Linked DNA regions of Rattus norvegicus: region 1 is linked to region 2. A link is a contact called in public Hi-C data. All regions are on one chromosome and are shown on one strand. The core of a region is the stretch at or near the end of the contact, and the rest is flanking DNA. Distances in the headings are between cores, read along the strand shown. Region 1 overlaps Lrig3 (leucine-rich repeats and immunoglobulin-like domains 3). Region 2 has its middle 50 kb from the start of Lrig3.

The links. Hi-C and Micro-C count contacts between places; a contact is called where the count stands out from the background.
Region 1: a contact with region 2 is called in a Hi-C map of kidney, with 2.5 times the contacts expected there. The contact joins two enhancer-like sites. A contact is called at or near these places in 2 of 12 Hi-C or Micro-C datasets (the A7r5 cell line and kidney).

The regions. Positions count from the first base shown.
Region 1 is chr7:63,731,731-63,736,275 of GRCr8, reverse strand. Lrig3 (leucine-rich repeats and immunoglobulin-like domains 3) reads right to left here. Exons shown (of 19, transcript XM_216905.11): 5 at 3,539-3,682; 6 at 2,342-2,485; 7 at 1,888-2,031; 8 at 1,363-1,506; 9 at 431-511. Among named protein-coding and RNA genes, the nearest start is that of Lrig3, 32 kb to the right of the region's middle. Within about 2 kb of position 1,910, at least 6 of the 93 cell types and tissues checked have an H3K27ac peak or open chromatin away from gene starts, as enhancers often do. A contact at or near this core is called in kidney, where this site is marked.
Region 2 is chr7:63,650,037-63,654,326 of GRCr8, reverse strand. No RefSeq gene overlaps it. Among named protein-coding and RNA genes, the nearest start is that of Lrig3, 50 kb to the left of the region's middle. Within about 2 kb of position 1,861, at least 1 of the 93 cell types and tissues checked has an H3K27ac peak or open chromatin away from gene starts, as enhancers often do. A contact at or near this core is called in kidney, where this site is marked.

The sequences.
Region 1 (4,545 bases), core at 661-3,160, 82 kb before region 2:
TGCCAAACACAAACTGTTTGCATCCCTCCTGGACCCTGATGCAGCGTAGGACTGATGGACAGTGTACTCATTTGAGAATTCACAACTATAGCATAGTGTGAAGCCCTTCAAAATGCTGGCATTAAAGACAGTCGCTTCTACAGAGTGATCATTTCTGATGTGTAACAGTCAACAAAATTTGCACATGCTTATCTGGATATCAAAATGAGTAGTCAGACAAATTCCAGGATTGAATTTTCTTCCTTTCATCCAAGGAAGAGAGACAAGGTAACTAATATTCACAGGTTATGAACAATACCACTTGCTTGGAGGAAAGACCAAGGGCACAAACACATGTCATACCTACTCCTAACTCTATAACGTCAGCGGATGGATCTGACTTCAATTAAGACAATAATTTTAATTCATAGAGGAGGCAAATTATACTCACAGTTGCCTCAATTTGTCCAGCCCAGAGAATGCTCCATTCATGTCTTCGATGGTCCATGAAATTTCATTGTTCCTCAGATCCCTACAGAAAACACAGTCTTCTCTTTAGAGACACTTTTCAGAAACCTCAGATGCTACCCAGGTGGCGTGCCATTTATATCGGAAGCCTCCACCTTCTTCACCCACTTCAGAAGAAGAAACTCAGTTCTCCAAGGTGCCTCTCAACCTTTTAAAAACTTCCCCAAACTGAGACAGTAACCCTGGCCCTTAAGTCTTCTATAAAGATGGCTAAACTCTTCAGTCTCGAATAACTTGAAAAATACACTAAAATTTAAAACCAAGTTCCCATCACAAAGACAGACCCGAGCCAAAGCATATAGCATGTCTTTCCACTCTGTAATGGGTCAAATGGAACAGAACGCAGATTTGTGAGTGCAAAATCCTGAAGCCCATGGCACAGCATTAAATTAACGTCGGAGAGATTTTTCAAAAGGTCAGTTAATTCAATACATTTTTTTCCTTAGGACAGAAGTCAGGGGGTGGGAACCAGAAGAATAAACATTCAGCTCCCTTAAGGCCGTTCTACAGTCCTCTTTGCTCTGACTTATTTTTAATCTATATTTTATAAAGAAAAAAATTAGTGGACTTAAAATTATTTTTTTTTCTTCAGCAGTTCTGGACTTCCTAGCAAGGCTGTGAAGGAGGGAGGCTGCAATCACCGGGCAGGCTGATCAGCGTCCTTTCAAAATCCCTTTAAGAAACACACATGGATGAAATGGATCTATTCTAATCAGACTGCTCTGGGAAAGATTAAGAGCCCACTTTTGAGGCTGTACACATTTCCTCAACAACAAAGAAAATCTGTTGGGAGAAAAGTGGGCACATTTAGGAACCAATTAGGCTCGTGTACCAAGAGCAAAATGTGTAACTTACAAAGTCTTTAAACTGGAAAGCCCCCGGAAGGCACAATCAGCAATGTAGCTGACTTTGTTATTCCCAACGTGGAGGGCATTTAGTAGGCTTAGGCCAAGGAAGCTGGAATCGTCTAGCCTGGATAAGTGGTTGAAAGTCAGGTCTCTGCAAAGAACAACAACAACAACACAAAGCTTTTACCTTTCCATTCAACAGGCTAATCTGTTTTCTAAAGACATGTAATAAATGTAACTACAATAATCACGTTTTAACATTCTGCCTTCCAGTATCCAGGTAAACATTACTTCTAAGCCCAGTAATTAAAATTAGATAAATAGTCCATGAAACAATGACTTCTGTCAACTCCACAAAGAGCAGTCTTGGCGTCCTTGTATCACAACCGAAAATACAGTATCAAGGGCACCCGGGGAAAGTCTCTGTCGCCTTGGCAACTTTGTTACCAAAATTTCACAGATGACCAGTAAGAAACTCATGCTCCAGCAGGATCCCTGCCCTTGAACCTGAGGAGAATAAAAGGCAACTTACAGCTCACTGAGTTTCTGGCAGAACTCCCAGGCGTCCGGGCTGATCCTGTTGATGGCATTCTGGCTCAGATGAAGCTCCCGTAGCATCAACAAGCCATAGAGCCAGCCTTTGGTAATCTCGGTTAGGTTGTTATGGTCCAGCTGCCTGCATGTACGGTGAGAACCAAAGGCGGGATTCAGAGTCCACGATCTACTCCTCTCTTCAAAGACATGCATGGCGGGCTGCACACAACTTACGACATAGCCCTAATGTCGTTAATGTGTCTAGATATTTGGCTTTGCTATAGAAGGAGATCAGCAAAAGATTCATGCAATTCACCTGAAACATAACTAAATGATTATGGCTGTAGGGCATGAGGATTTAATGCGGCTCTTCAAAGGGGAGCTACCTAGTGTCCATGGAGGATTCGGGGGTCACTGCATCTGAGTAGGGAACCGCGAGAACCCACACTTACAGGATTTCCATGTTGCTCAGCCCCCAAAAAGCTCCATCCATGAGCTTAGTCACTCCATTTCTTTGCATTTTCAGGGACTTCAATGCGCCAAGCCCCTGGAATGTGAGTCCATCCACGTTCTTAATCTTGTTTCTGTTCAGTTCACTGTGTTGGAAATTACAATGAAGCCGTTAATTCATGTGTCAATTAAATCCTAAAGGTAATAAAATGGGTCATACACTGCAATACATCTAACCCAGTCAGCACTAAAACTGCAAGAATGTTTTGAATTTCCCAGGCGTTTTATTGATAAGAATTTCATTTCTTTCCCCTCCAATGTATTACAGGGAGTGAATGTCTATGTAAAACACATGATATATATATATATATATATATATATTTGGAATAATACAGGAAACACGTTGGATTTTCACTTCTAAACTGTGGTCCGCTCAGGATAGCAGTTAACAAATTGATATTCATCCTTCGTTGATGCAGAGTGAGAGAGATAACCATTCCAGGAAAGCAGGAGGGCTACCCCGGAGTGGTGTAGAAACCCTGCTCTGTGTGTATGCAAAGCTGGTTAGCATCATTTCCAATTAAAGTTCAGTTTGGTAATTTCCTGTAGGCTACAACACTCTCTATTTCTGCTGAACACTAGAACCACCTAGGGAGCTTTAAAAGTTCCCGAAGCCCGAACTGCAAACCCCAGAGGTTTAAGTATAACTGGTGTAGGGTGCAGCCTGGGCTCTGGGGTTTTGAAAAGCTCCCCAAGTCTCTGTAATGTGCAGCCAAGGTTGAAAAGTGCCGTTGCGGGAGCCTTTTCACAAACCATTCTACCATTCTTAACAAGACAGTTCTTTACAGCCACTTAGGCTATCAAAGCATCCCGGAGTTGGTCTTATTATTCTCATAAACCACAGCTATTGAGAGACGTTGTGGTTTCCCCAGGTCCACAATGGCACCTTTGTGAAGGGGCAACACGGTGATCACCCTACTCCTTCAGCCACAGTCTAACACATGTCCTATCAGGCAGCAGCTGGCATGAGGTAATTGGCAAGCCTTTTCCTAATCAGGAGATTCCACCCCTTGCGCCATGAAAGGGAGGGCAGTCACTTGCTTGCCTCTAAACTTCTCCTGTCCCACTGTGGGCATCAGACACAGACCCCAGAGGTTTAGAGGAAATAAGGTGATATCCAAGAGGCCACATTCACTTACAGGTGCTGCAGCTGAGGCAATTTAAACATTTTGGGGGGGATGGCTGAGATGCGGTTCCTGTTCAGCTTCAGCACCAGGAGAGTGCTCCCCAAATTGTCAAAATACCCCGGTTCCATGGACGTAACTCGGTTGCTATTGATATACCTGTGGAGAGTTTGAAGGTTAGCAGAGGCTTACTCAGGCTTCTTGGGGACGTTAAATTCAATCTCCCCATTGCCGAGAGTCTCCAGAGAACCTGACCATAAGTGCACCCTTACAATTGTTACTACTGTTCCCCGCGAACAAATGAAGGTTTACACCTATGGGCTCGGATATGCCTCCGTGGCAGAGTGCTCACCTGGAATGTGTGAAGAAGCCCTGGGTTTCATATCCAGGACCAGAAAAATAGTAACTAAAAATAGAAGGATTCATCCATTGTAGTTTTAATATGAAATGTCCCGTGTAGGCTCATGAGTTCCAACACTTACTGTCCAGCAGGTGGCACTCTTTCGGAAGGTTGTAGAACCTTTGGGAGGTAGGGCCTAGCTGGAAGTAGACCACAGAGGGCAGGACTTGGAGTTCTATAATCTGGCCTGATTTCCTGACCACAACGTGACAGGGCTGCCTGCCACTTCTCCCAGCATGCCCTCCCTGCTAGGGTAAGACTTGAACTGTCAGTCAGAATCAGCCCTCCTCCCCTCTAATGGCATCTTGTTAGGAATTGGGTAAAGGCAGCAGGCAAAGTAACTAATACCCATATACTGACAGCAAAGACAGACAGACCTCTGAAGGAGACAGATATCTGTTACATATATATACTGCATTATATATACTTTGTGTGGAATTTGTTACCAATGCCCTATTTGGGGCATTTTTAAAGACTGTGATACAAAATTGTAAGAAAGAAGATTGAAGCTATTCAACCTATTCAAGTTGATAAGAAAGTTATATTCCAATCAACAGCAGTAAAATTGGGTTCCCTGAATCATAAGCACGCCCCCGCCCCAAGTTATAACAACGTTGTCACT
Region 2 (4,290 bases), core at 612-3,111:
GGAGACAATTAGAAGTGTTCTTGTTTCAACATGCTGGGTCAGAGGTGGTGGCTAGGTAGGTCCTTTTTAAACCCAGAGGAAGGAACAAAAGAGAAGTGGAAGACGATACAGAAAAAGGAGAGGAAAGATGAAGGATGCTTTTGAATGCTGCGAAAACTCTGAATTGTGTGCTTGAGATGGTCCTGTGTTTAAAGTCACGGCTGTACAAATCAATCTGCTGCCCTGCAAGTTAAAAGAGAGCAGGAGGAGGGGGAGGAGGGAGAGCAGAGGAGCGGGAAGGAGGGAGGAGGGGAAAGCTGTGCCTCCTATAATTTCAAGGAAAGAGAAATATGGGGACCATTCTGTTTTCTCTTTTTAAGCTCTAAGCTTGAGGTCTTTTTATTTTCACTGTCTGGTTTGGATCACGCGTCGCTACTTCTCGGGGCTTGGGGGAGGTGTTTTTTTTTATTTTTATTGGTCTTTTTTTATTTTAATTTTTTTCCTAACCAATATGTGAAGGGCTTTTGAAGTGGAAAGGATTAAACAGTGTGAGAGGTTAGTTCAGTTCATAGGACACATACGTAAAATGAGAACGGGTTAGGAATTTGCACAACTTTGCGTGGCACATTTATTTAAGCAATGCATTTAGATCATATTTATCAATAATTGTTACAGTCGGGACTGGTTTGAAACAGTTCTACAGCACAGAGTCTTTCTTTGTGTTAGTAGTAGATATCAATCTGTAATTAATTATTTGGGTCACTTCTTGAAAAGAATGAGTGTCCTCTGCCTTATTATTACATTTATTATTACACCATTGTCATGCGTTAATTACAGGTAGTAGTATTAATTATCCTTATTTATGAAACTGAGGGATGTTCTGTAGTAAATGAGAGAAAGCTCCCCTTTGGGCTTCCTGCTCAAAGCTTATTCAACCAAACACATGGGCATTGTCAAGGTTTAGAGATCTAAATTTTCTCCTAAGTACCTTTTTCTCAAATACATTAAATTAATGTATTAAAATAAATTAATTAATTCTTAAAATATTTGTGTAATTAAAATATTACTCAGGTTAGATTTATTAATCTATTTTGCAAATAGTGAGAAAACTATTAGAGATAGACCACGTGGCATGTTATGAATGGGCATAATGTATGTGTGTGTGTGTATGTGTGTGTGTGTGTGTCCATGTGTGTGTATCCATGTGCATTTGTGTGTGTATATGTGTATGTATGTGTGTGTGTGTGTGTGTGGTATGTATGTGTGTATGTGTGTGTGTATGTGTGTATGTATGTGTGTGTATGTGCATATGGCATGTGGTATGTATGTGTGTATGTGTGGTGTGTGTGTATGTGTATCGTGTATGGCATGTATGTGTGTGTGTATGTATATCGTGTATAGTATGTATGTGTGTATGCATATCATGGTATGTATGTGTGTGTATGTGTGTATGTGTGTGTGGTGTGGTGTGGTGTGTGTGTGTGTGTGTGTGTGTGTGTGTGTGGTGTGGTGTGTGTGTGTGTGTGTGTTTATAAGATGATCCATTCAACATCTACCTAGAAGCTACTATAAGAATTATTTCTGGCACCATAAAATCATGGAATTCATTCCCTTAGTCACTATATGGTATTAAAAAGTGATAGACTTTCAAATAAATAATCACGATAAAAAGTGATCCTGGGACAGTTGAGACAGGATCCCTAGCAGAGAAGTTTTGAAAACAGCTTTGGTCAGAACACATCAGAGGAAAATACTGGAATTCAAAGACAAAGTCTGTAAAGAGCCCAGGGAATCATCGTCTGAGAACAACCAGGGTACAGGTGCCGAGGACAGGAGCTGAGACAAGCCGCTTCTTTTCCTGCTGAGATGTTACTCATTATCTACTTAGGCACAAGGAGGCCCGTTGACCCTTGTCATTGATCTTCTACTCCCGGTAGATAATTAAAGTGTGTTAGAGCAGAGGAGAGAGAAACACAGTGAGTCTGCACTAGAATGTGGGTCTCCTGGCAGCTCTTCATGACCATGCTCCTCAGGTCTGAGGTAGATTCTGTCTACTTAGATGGAATCCTTTACTCATACCTGCATCAGTATCTTCCTAGTTTCTAACTTGAAGTAAAATGTTTGATACCTTGTTGCTAAGTCAGCACATCTAAGGAACTTCTTATATTTATACAAAGTCAGTATTTCAGACGATCTTAAACAAGAAAATAATGGGCATTGATAAAACAGGGTTTCAGTAAATTATGGTATGAGGGAGAAAATATTTTATTTTGTTATGTGTCTATATGAGTTGCTGTTTATATAATACTTTCCCTCATGTATTTCTTCATGGACATAAACCTTACTTAAACACTATCAGTTTCCTAGTTGAAAATGATAAGCAAGAGATCTTCAGCTGCATTTCTATATTATGAACTCTGACACTTGTCATATATGGGATAGACAGAGACAGAGAGGAGAAAGGGAGAGAGGGAGAGTGAGAAGAAGAGGGAGAGGGAAAGGGAAAGGGAGAGGGAGAAGGAGAGGGAGAGGGGCCAAAGTACATTTGGAATATGTTTTCTTTATTTGTTTCTTTGTTTCCTTGTTTGTCTGTTACTTTCTTTTTTGGTTTAACACAATGTAAAGCTTTGACTTATGAAGTGAACAAGACAAGAGTGAAGTTTTCTGTGGAAACTTGAAACATTTTGGTCTGAATTGTATTGAGTGAAAGCCAGCTTATTTAAAACATAAAACAGAAAATATTTTTATATGACCATTAAAAATTCTCATCTAAGAGAATAAATGTTGAGCTATATAATATTTTAATGTAGTGAGGATATGATCTGAACACAAATTCCTTAACAGAGTCGAAAATCAATTAAAGATATAATTTGTGGGATTATATTTGCTACCTAGCTCCCTGAGCTTTAGTTAATTTTTCCTTCTACTCCACATAGGCTCTGTTCTTTGCCACTGTTTCATTCATCCCAGATAAAAACAATAACGGATGCTCTTACAATTCACTGTTGCTGTCTTCTGTCCTGCCTGCTGTGAGCTGCTGCAAACTCGCTGGCAAATGCCTGCCAAGGGACCTGTAATGACTTAATTACGGTGAGATGCGTGGAGGCTCCCCGGCCATTGCTTCCTGCACAATTTCAACACTGAGAGAAACAAATTAGGTAGATGGCCATGAGATCATCCCGGGACAGATGCCTTAGTCACCCAACCCTTAACCCGCCCAACCAGAGGAGTAACCTGGTCACACCTGGAGTTGCCCCTGTGATTTCTGGAGACCTCAGCAACATTCCAGAACCTTCCCTCAAAGCTTTGGCTTTGCTTCGAGGTTAGCACCCGGCTTGCATTCCAAACCCCAGAGCATTTTGTTTCCTTCTGGACTTGGTAATTAGATGGTCTCAGATGCATCGCTACTACTGGAACTGGAACAGAAAAGAAGCTGGGTTTGTCTTTTTTTTTTTTTTTAAAGAGATCTTAGAACGTGGCCTCAAATCTCTGCCGGGTTCTCCAGAGTGCTGGAATTACAGACGCGGGCTGGAGCACAAAGCTCACTTACAATTGCTGATGTGTTCTCTAAAGCAATCACTAGAAATGTTCACAGCACTCTGAGCTCAGCAAAAAAAGGACCTGGTCAAGGCAGCCTGTGCCGCCTGCTTTTTCTTCTGCCTGAGTGGATGCGCTCCCAATACTGTCAGGAGTTCTTAAATGTGTCCTCTGCTTTGTTGACCACTGACTCACCAGACTTCCAGAGCCTACATGCCCCAGACTCTTTCTTGACTGTTAGATTCTTGGACTAAGGAAAGTTTCGGATATGCCTGACCACTAACTACATAAATCTCGTGGATCATCAGGTGAGCTACTGTGTATCTTCAGCAACACCACACAGGTCTGCAACTGGAGCCAAGGGAGAGTGTAACTCTAGAAAATTGGTTTAAATTATCCTGACACGGCTTGTGGCTTGTTCATCTGGGGGTGTATTTAACCCGGGGGTTGGGGGTGGGGAGGGTGGAGGGATGGGGAGGGAATTTCCATACAAATCGCACCATCTTCCTTTATAGAGACCGAACATCCAAGGAACGACGGCAGAGGTGAGAAGAAATGTTTACTCTGGCCTCTTCTGTATTATAGCACTTGAAAATCTCGGCTTCTATCATTGTCATGTGATCAGTTGTGGAGAAATAACTTTTCTTCTGTTATGCCCCTTCTATCATCATCTGACAAAAAAAAAAAAAATCCAGAAAGAAAAATCCCAAAATCCAGGAATCAAGTCAGCCTTTGAGAAAATCCTGCAGTCTAAAGTGTCTTTCACTGTGGAAG